2 separate regions of the Sus scrofa genome follow, and region 1 is linked to region 2. Evidence: chromatin contacts called from public Hi-C data. All regions are on one chromosome and are shown on one strand. Each heading gives the region's core, a stretch centred on a gene start, on an enhancer-like site or on the middle of the called end of the contact. The rest is flanking DNA. Distances are from core to core; before and after follow the strand shown.

Region 1 (4,453 bases), core at 1,227-3,726, 130 kb before region 2:
AGAGTATTTATTTCAAAACCATACATACTCTGAAATAGCGTTTATATAAATACATGAAACCACAGAATGTTCCTTTCCAGCTGCTGCTTTGAACAGACAGAACTTATTCCCTCAGTATCAGCTGCTCTGAAATGAACTAAAAGACCTTGCAACATAACATCAACTACTGAAGAATTCATAACAAGGTCAATGAGGCACATTCATTTGAGCAATTTTTTTAAACTTCTAAAGAAGGCGATACTTACATTATAAGAAGTACTTAATTTGTGTTTCTCTGGCGCAAGTTTTTATCTTTGTGATTGTTGGTAGAGTTGGTTTTCCTTTGGAGGAAAAATTGCATTACAAGAGTTAAACTCAAGGTCAGCAGCAACTTTTGAAACTATCACACATGGAAATGCAGGGATTCTTTCACTGACTGCCATCCCTGGTGTAGTAACAAATTTTACTGCACAACATTAATGCATAAAAATATTCCTTCTGTAAAGTGTCTACACACCTTACATTAATAGATGTTTTTGACTCCCAAGGCAGATAATAAACAGGTAACTTTCCCTCTGATTTATAAAATACAATCTAATTACTCTTAAGGTGGAATGGTAGTTTTCTCTCTACTGAATACCACCGTCTGTCTCTTCTCAAATAATAAAATATACCCAATTATATACAGGCAGTGCTGTGCCCTCCGGCACTTAACTAATTTTGGCACTGCTTGCCTACCTCTGATTTCTTAATCCTCAACTCCAGGAAATCCTGCTCATCTCGGACTGATTGAAAATTTGCAGTTGTCTCTCTCTTAGATACACGCAATTATAAGAGCCAGACAGTTTGCCCATGCTATAGTCTAGCTTGAAATTAACTTTAACAACATCTAGTCTTGTACGTGGTCATTTTCCCCACGTTATCAATTTAAGTATATGGGATGTACCCAATTTTTAACTTTTTTGGCATGGTTTCCACTTTATATTGCCACTGAAAACAAAACTGTACAATCTGTCCTGGGAATCAAATGGACGTCAGTCAGCTCCATATCTGGCTATGAAATCTACACCGCAACTTTCATTTCCCCTCACTGTCTTCCCCTACAACCTCAGCTATTCCCTTTGATAAAACTGCAAACACAAAATAGCCAGAAACTACTGAATCATTGTCCAATAAAGTACTTACATTGGCCCAGCTGGTTCATCATCTACAGAGGTGTTCAATTTTTTAATCCACGGAGAGACAGAAGAAGAAAGGAAAAAATTATGAGACTCTGCATAAGGATTAATAATACAGCAAACGGCAAGTGGCAAACATGGCTATTTATAGCGTTTATTCAAGGCCATTCCGTCTGGAGGTGCAAAACACTCATGGAGTTATTATTTCCAGATTCAAGTTTTTAATGGCAGGTATGCTGTTTCAATGGTTTTAGTTAACACTTTGAATGCTTGTCATGAAAAACTGCAACTGTAGCGGACAGATAGGCTGCAATATCATCATACTCATCTTGTCCCCAAGTTCCAGTGGTTCACTCTTAAATAGATGAGAAGACAAACCAACATTTCAGTTGTAAAATCCTGCTGTTTGTTTTCTGTGGTGAATGCATGCATAGTTTTGGCTCAGTCCTGCAATGTAGATGGATGTGTATGTTCTACACATTTAGCCACACATCCTCACTTCCCCAAAGGACACTGTTCTTGCTGTTTTGTAATCTTTAGGAGAGTCTTTACTCTGGAGGATGAGACAGAAGAAGCCACAATAATTCAACCTACTACTGGCTCAGTCAGGCTGGGTTATGCCAGCAACAAGTGTATGCGTACCAGAGGATGTTCTGTGACAGACCAGGCAAAGTTGAATAGTCCCTCTAGCAAAGACTTCAGATAGAAAGACACGCTCACTCTTGTGCTCAAAACCAGAACATGAGCCCAGATGAGCCACGAACTATCTTTTTTGGTTTGGTTTTGTTTTTTAATCAAAAAGCTAACATCTGAGTTTAGGTGCTTCCTTAAATTGGTACTTTATGATTCTGATTTATAAGTTTTTCTTTCCTGTTTCAACTAAGAACAACTTGGTCCCCTTTAATCCGGGAGATACATGTATATGTGTGTGTGTACCACACACACACACACACACACACACACACACATTTTTCTTTTTATAAGGCCCTCAGGGGAGGGAACAAGTAAGTGCTCTTAGTTTCTTTTTATTTTACAGAAGTCAAGTATGCTAAATGATTCAGAACTGACGGCTTCTAGAAAAACGCTCAGCAGGATTCCACAAGGGGACTTGGTGCACATGAAGCAGTTATGGAGGTTACAGTCTCGGTGGAGGCATCTGCAGGAGCACACGTCAGGAGTAATGTCTGTCAAAGGGAGACATTGCTCCACCTGGTCCTTGGAGGCAACGGAGAGGCAAAGCCACCGCCAGCACACACAGTGACTGGAGCAAAAAAAGATTTCAAAAACAAAAACAAAAAACAAAAAAACAGAAACAGAAACAAAACTAACCACAAACCAATGACTTATCAGCCAAAACAACAGGCTAGTAACACACCAGTGTCCACAGAATTCTACTACTGACAAGAGTACACTATCAAACAGAACAGAGAACTAAGACTTGAGGACACCCGAGACATCTATGTGCTGTGTACAGAGTGGAGATAAAGACGTATCAGGTACTGAGACACAGGAGCCCAGCCTAATCCTCCCTCACCTCAGCACCCTGACGCTCTCAGCATGCCGGCCAAGCCAGCTCAGCTACATGCTAGAAACTAAGCACTTCAGAGACTTAACAGGAAAGACACAGGAGCAGACTTAGAATATTTTTAGTGCTCTGGCTGTGCACCCGAAAATACAAATTCTAAAGCAAGATAGCTGATTCAAGAATGCCACCAATCTACTCCCAACTCTAAGAGAAAAAGCAAGGGAGAGGGGATCGCAATAGCCAAGCTAATCTTTTCCAAGCATGACGCTGTCAGCACCAACCCAAGCATTTCACACCACAAGCTTCTTTCTTCAATAGTGGGGGTTTACGTATGCCCTGGCATCTAGGAATGTCAGTTTCCAGCCCAACAAGCCAGTAACGTGCAAAGGGCTGCATGTAGGGGTTTTCAGCAACAGTGGCCCTGATGTCGCCGCCATGCCTGCAAGTGGGAGCAGATGCTGTTCACACTAGTGTCTAACATCTCACGAGCCCCTTCATCTCTTTCCCCAAATCCACTTTCACATTTATAAGGAACAAAGAAAAGAGCCTCATGTCTCCCACTTCCCTGGACTGAATCACTTTCTGCAACACCACTCTCTCTTGACAGGTCAAACAAAATAACAACTTGACCTCTAACAGGGGAATCAGGAGAGAGGGAAAGAACAGAACTACAGAAAAAAGGTACAAAAATCAAAGTAAATGAGGATTAAACAGCAAACTGAAATCCAAATTAGTTGTGAAAGTGAATGAAGTAAACTTGAAGAAAAGTGTTAACATTATGAACTGTGCATCGTATAGACTGAAGCGGAGATTAAACAAACTCCAAAAGCATGCATATCGCTCACTTACCACCATGTTTTAAGGGTTTGATGCAATTGAGGGGGGAAAAAAAAGAAGTCATAGTAACCGACAAATATCAACATAGCCCCAAACCCTCAGGCCAAAAGGCAGCCGCTTAAACAATGACTGTTCTCTCCAGCTGCGTATTACTCACAGCCACTGACTAGATGAGAGGAAGAGAGCTGGGGGAGAGTGGAAACAAGATGCTTCTGGAATCCTTCTTATTAGTGAAGCTCCTGGTGGAACTGTGGCTCACACCGATTCAGCTGAGTGTTGTCTTTCCCACCAACTGCACTGGAACCCTCACACCCCTATGCAACCTCAGAATCTGGAAGGGTGCTCTGTGATGCCTAATAAATAACAGATTACCTGATACAATACCACCTCCAAAAAAAAAAAAAAAAAAAAAAAAAAAAAAAAAGGGCTTTAAAGTCAAAATGAGTTGACTGGTCCAAGATCCTCCATCACTGCCCTCATCTCACTGAGGATGGGTTTTAGGGTTTCTAAACTCACTTCAATTTTGCCTGATCTCAGAAGAGTAGCATTAAACCCAAGAGAGATTAACAGTTACTTCTAATTTCCTTGTCTGTTCAGTTCTATTGAATTTTCTTCATAAGGTAATCTGTTAACAACTCAGACGACCCTTGGTTAAGAGACAACAAATGTGTGCTTTGTATGTCATTTTTAAAAGTCACATTTCTTTTCCAACATTCTTGGCCTCTTGTAAAGTTTCATATGCTTCAATGTCTTAACCACCTAAATTGACTTTGGAACATTAGAATAGCTCTTAACTCTAAAATGTCTAAAGAGTTAGGATACATCAATCCACAAAAAAAGTTCCCACAAAACCTCAAATAGCTTCTCTACCAGTAACTCAAGAGTCCCTTCACTTGCTTATGAAAACTGTATCTCTAGAGTGAAAATAGAAAAC
Region 2 (4,385 bases), core at 1,295-3,794:
AACTTAAGCTCTCTTCATAGTGTTGGGGCCCAGTAAGGGTAGGGCCCCCCCATTCACACCTTGGAGTCAGCGGCGCTGTCCTCAGAGCCACTGCGGCCAGGCATGACAGTCTCTCCCCACTCCCCTTCCAGGGCAGCCCATGACATTCCCCCCCGAGGCCCTGTGGGTGACCGTGGGGCTCTCCATCTGTCTTGTCGCACTGCTGGTGGCCCTGGCCTTCGTGTGCTGGAGGAAGATCAAACAGAGCTGTGAGGAGGAGAATGCAGGTGAGTGAGAGGGGGCTGTGTGCACACGCACGTGCAGGTGTCTTTGGGTATGCCTGTGTGTCCGTGACATCAACACGAGTGTCACTTCCCAGTGGCAGAATGAGTTGTGTGCGTGCGCTCTTGAGGCTGAACACATGTCTTATGTGTGTAAACCACTGTGAGCCTGCCCGTGAACATGCAGACACGGCAGGAGGCGTGTGGATATGAGAGTGACTGGGAGTGGTGGATGTGTAAGGCTGAAGTGGGACAAGTGGTGAATGTGTCTGTGCACAAGCGTGACTGTGAGAGCGTCAGTCACATGAGTGTGTCTGTGAGTGAGAGCTCAGATTTAGGGCTGGACACTGAGCAGCAGAGGTGAGACTGCTTCACGGGCGTGCATGTCCCCGAGAAAGGGTGTGTCTGCCTCACAGCGGGCAGAGTCTGAAGCGGCTGCACTGGGGGGTCAGGGGGATTGACTTTGGGGATGGGTAGGCGAGTTGGTGCTGGCCAGTGGTGGGCAAGTTGACCCTGATGGCTGGCACGCGGGTCAGCATGCATGTAGATGGTGAGAGGTTGGGGGTGACTGGGCAATGGCAAGGAGCATGCATGTGTGAACAGGGAAGAGACCGGTCCGTGGAGACCGATCCGTTGACAGGTAGGTGGCTGCCTGTGTGGCAGATGGCTGATGGGGCTGGTGGAAGGATGAGGAAGGACACGGGGGTGGGTGTGTGTGTTGGAGGTGGCGGTTGAGTGGGGTGGTGAGTGGGTGGGTGGGTGGAGGGGTGAGTAGATGGTCCCTGGCCAGGTGAGTGGTGGACTCCAGGCTGGTATCCCTTTCCTCCCGCCATGGGGCTCTGCTCTGTGCTGGTCTCAGGCTCCGACCTGGTGTCCAGCATCTGGAACAGCAGCCAGGCCTGCTCAGCCCCACGTACCTGCCTCTTGCACTCCTGGGGAAAGTGGGGCTGAGGGAGGAAGTGTGTGTTCACTCTTCCAGGAGCTGAGGACCAGGACGGGGATGGAGAAGGATCCAAGACTGGTGAGTCTGAGCTAAAAGCTGGCACTATTGGCTGAGGGATGAACCCAGGGACAGGGGAGGACCCCGGGGTTTGGAGGAGCCATGTGGGCTTGAAGGTGTGACTGAAGTGTGCCCTGTGGACAGCGGCCCCCCAGCCTAGGTGAGTCTGGTCCTTGCTCAGCATTAAGACCCAGAGACGGGTCCCCCAATTCTCATTCTCTTCTGGGTTTGTTCGTTCGTACTTCCTTTTTTTTTTTTTTTTTTTTTTTCTTTTTTGCAGCACATGGAGGTTCCCGGGCCAGGGGTTGAATCGGAGCTGTAGCCACCAGCCTACACCACAGCCACAGCAACGCCATGTCTGCAAGCAACACCACAGCTCATGATAACGCCGGATCCTTAACCTGCTGAGTAAGGCCAGGGATCAAACCTGCATCCTCATAGATACTAGTCAGATTCGTTAACCACTGAGCCATGATGGAAACTGTTCTCCTGGGTGCTTCCTTTCTCCTGCCTACCTTTTCCCATCTTCCCAGGCAGCTTCACTGGGAGTAACCAGCACTGCCAGGTCTGGCAGCTTCCTAGGGGGAAGAATGAGGGCTCAGGAGACAAAGCCACCTGGGTTTTAGTTCCAGCTCCAGCTCGTCTGAGATGAGTGGTCTTGAGCAAGTCACTTTGCCTCTCTGGGCGCATTTCCTCCTAACTGTCTCCCTTCATAGGTTTTTCTGAGGGGTGAAATGAAATGAGGTCATGTATGTTAAGGGCCTGGAGTTGTATCTGGTGCGTGCGAGGGTTTGGTCCCTTGCAGTCCTGTTATTAGGACCGTGTAATCAGCCTGACACAGTCCCACTCTGGTTAGGCTGCGTAACTTTGGCCAATGTGCTGTTCCTCTGCGCTTCAGCTTTTCATCTGTAAAATGTCATTCTGACCTGTCCTGGTGGCACCAGAGGCTGTTTGAAGCTCTCTCGAGTGACTCTGCAAAGGGCATGGGACTGTGGGGACATAAGCCTGGGGCCCAGCAGAGGGTAGGTGCCACGGCATCTGTGCCCTGCAGCCACTGGAGGCCTCACTGCCTTCCCTTCCCGGGGCTCCTGGGCTGGGGGACGCAGGTTCCCACTGAGCCACGTGGGATAGTGTCTTTGACATGGGTTCCCTCCCCACCCCTGCAGATGGAAGGACAGGAGATGGACCCCTGGAAAGTATGCCAATGAATCCTCTGCCTTCGGTGTCTGGGTGGGGCGGGTGTGGATTCAGCCCTGGGATCAGGCCTTGTTTCTCATGCTCCGAGAAAGAGGCAAGTGTAGTTGGCAGAAGGGAGGGAGTGGGAAGGAAGAAGGTGGCTTCGAGATGAGCTCAGTCTCAGCGCTGCAGCCTCCCGGGCCCACCAGGGGACCCCTTCACCCTGTCTGTAGAGCAGGCTCAGTGTACTCACATTTCTAGCTCACAGGAGGGCAGGGGGTTTGCTCCCATGGTAGAGATGCAGAAAACTGAGGCCCAGGCAAAGGAGTGACAAGCCACAGAGTGGAGCTGGGACTTGGGATGGCAGCCAAGGGCCTTTGCTGGTGCTGTGATGTTGGCCTCAGCTTCCTGCCTCTTCCTCCCAGTCCTTCTAGCTTTTATTCCTTCCTCAGCTCCTGTCCCTCTGCACACCCCCCTACCTGTCACCCCTTCACTGTGTGCTCCTTCCTTTCTTGCAGCCCTGCGGCCTCTGAAACACTCAGAAAGCAAAGAAGGTAAGGACATGTGGCAGGTGAGGTTGCACACCCGTGTGTAGGAGGCTGGGGAGGGTCGCTGGTTTGGGGCGGGGGCCTTCTCACCCTTCACTGCTGCCCTGAGGCTCCCTCACCAGAAGAGCAGTGCCCTCTTCCCCCTGATGAAGCAGCAGAGGGTGGAGAAACTGCTGCCCTAAGAGGATGCAAATATGACAGAGGCTTCCCCAGGACAGGAGTTGTGATCTTAAGGCTACTGTGTCCTAGAACCAGCTTCCATGTCCTTGGGTTCTGCTTCCTTCAACTCGAAGCTTCCATCCCTGGGCCCAGGGGAGCCTGTTCCAGCTCCCACACCCTCCTCCAGAAGTAAGGAGGAAAGGAGAAGGAGGGGAACTTTTTTCTAGGACTTGATTAGAAACAGCCCCTGTCAGTCCTGTTTGTATCTATTAGTGGGAACTTAGTCATATGACTCCTAAGTCAAGTGAGGTTAGGACCTGGTCTTCAGCTGGGCAGCCATGTCCCCCCTACACAGTAAGTGGTCAGTAAGTGTTAGCTATCATTATTACTCAGATTATTATAACATGCGTTAGGAAGTGGTTGGTTGGAGGGTAGGTTAGTTGGAGGTTCTATCTTATTAAAAGCAACTAAGAGCCACACCTAATGTATGTGTGTGTGTAAACATGTATGTATGTGTGTGTTTTGTTTTCTTTTTAGGGCCGCACCCATGGCATATGGAGGTTCCCAGGCCAGGGGTCTAATCAGAGCTGTAGCCGCCCACCTACACCACAGCAACAACAGATCCGAGCCACGCCTGTGACCTACACCACAGCTCACAGCAATGCCCAATCCTTAACCCACTGAGCGAGACCAGGGATCGAACCCACGACCTCATGGTTCCTAGTCAGATTCGTTTCCGCTGCGCTGTGATGGGAACTCCTGTGTGTGTATTTTGAGCAAAATAATTCCTTGACAGATTTGTCACCAAATACGAGTGGCTTCCACCTAGAAAATCAAAGGTTTGGCGACCTTAATTTTTTGCCAGAGGTTATGGAGCCAAAAATCTCTTTCAGGTTGCCTTGGAAACCTGTTAGGAAATAAACTTTGACAGAATTTCTGGAGGCTTATCTTGCATGTAGCTTTTCTTTTCTTTGGGGAGAAAGGATGGACAGACATAGGCCCTGTGCACAGGAAACTTCCAGAGGCACAGGAAACTTCCAGAGGCAATGGGACCCTCAGGAACCTGCATAGCATTCATGATGAAAGCGGGGTATACACTCAGACTTTCACGAACGGCAGCAAGAGGCCTTCAGAAAGGCAGCCTCATATGGAAGAAAGAGCCCCCTAGGCTGGGAGGGGCCACCTCCTTTCAGTCTGTGCCCATGACCTTCCAGTGGGAGTTTCCTCCTCTGTCACACGCCC

Evidence for each region. Hi-C and Micro-C count contacts between places; a contact is called where the count stands out from the background.
Region 1: a Hi-C map of retroperitoneal adipose tissue shows a contact between it and region 2, with 2.8 times the contacts expected there. The contact joins two enhancer-like sites. A contact is called at or near these places in 2 of 5 promoter capture datasets (fetal liver and liver), 28 of 47 Hi-C or Micro-C datasets (adipose tissue, alveolar macrophages, blood and 16 more) and 2 of 2 datasets of contacts at active chromatin or transcription factors (alveolar macrophages and skeletal muscle).

The regions. Positions count from the first base shown.
Region 1 is chr7:59,832,719-59,837,171 of Sscrofa11.1, reverse strand. NPTN (neuroplastin) reads right to left here. Exons shown (of 9, transcript XM_021099078.1): 7 at 1,165-1,174; 8 at 246-320. The coding sequence ends at 260. REC114 (meiotic recombination protein REC114) reads left to right here. Exons shown (of 7, transcript XM_005656287.3): 7 at 1-3,943. Among named protein-coding and RNA genes, the nearest start is that of NPTN, 66 kb to the right of the region's middle. Within about 2 kb of position 2,476, at least 5 of the 83 cell types and tissues checked have an H3K27ac peak or open chromatin away from gene starts, as enhancers often do. A contact at or near this core is called in retroperitoneal adipose tissue, where this site is marked.
Region 2 is chr7:59,705,565-59,709,949 of Sscrofa11.1, reverse strand. It overlaps CD276 (CD276 antigen), which reads left to right. Exons shown (of 10, transcript XM_021099076.1): 7 at 132-266; 8 at 1,240-1,281; 9 at 2,955-2,990. Among named protein-coding and RNA genes, the nearest start is that of CD276, 26 kb to the left of the region's middle. Within about 2 kb of position 2,544, at least 1 of the 83 cell types and tissues checked has an H3K27ac peak or open chromatin away from gene starts, as enhancers often do. A contact at or near this core is called in retroperitoneal adipose tissue, where this site is marked.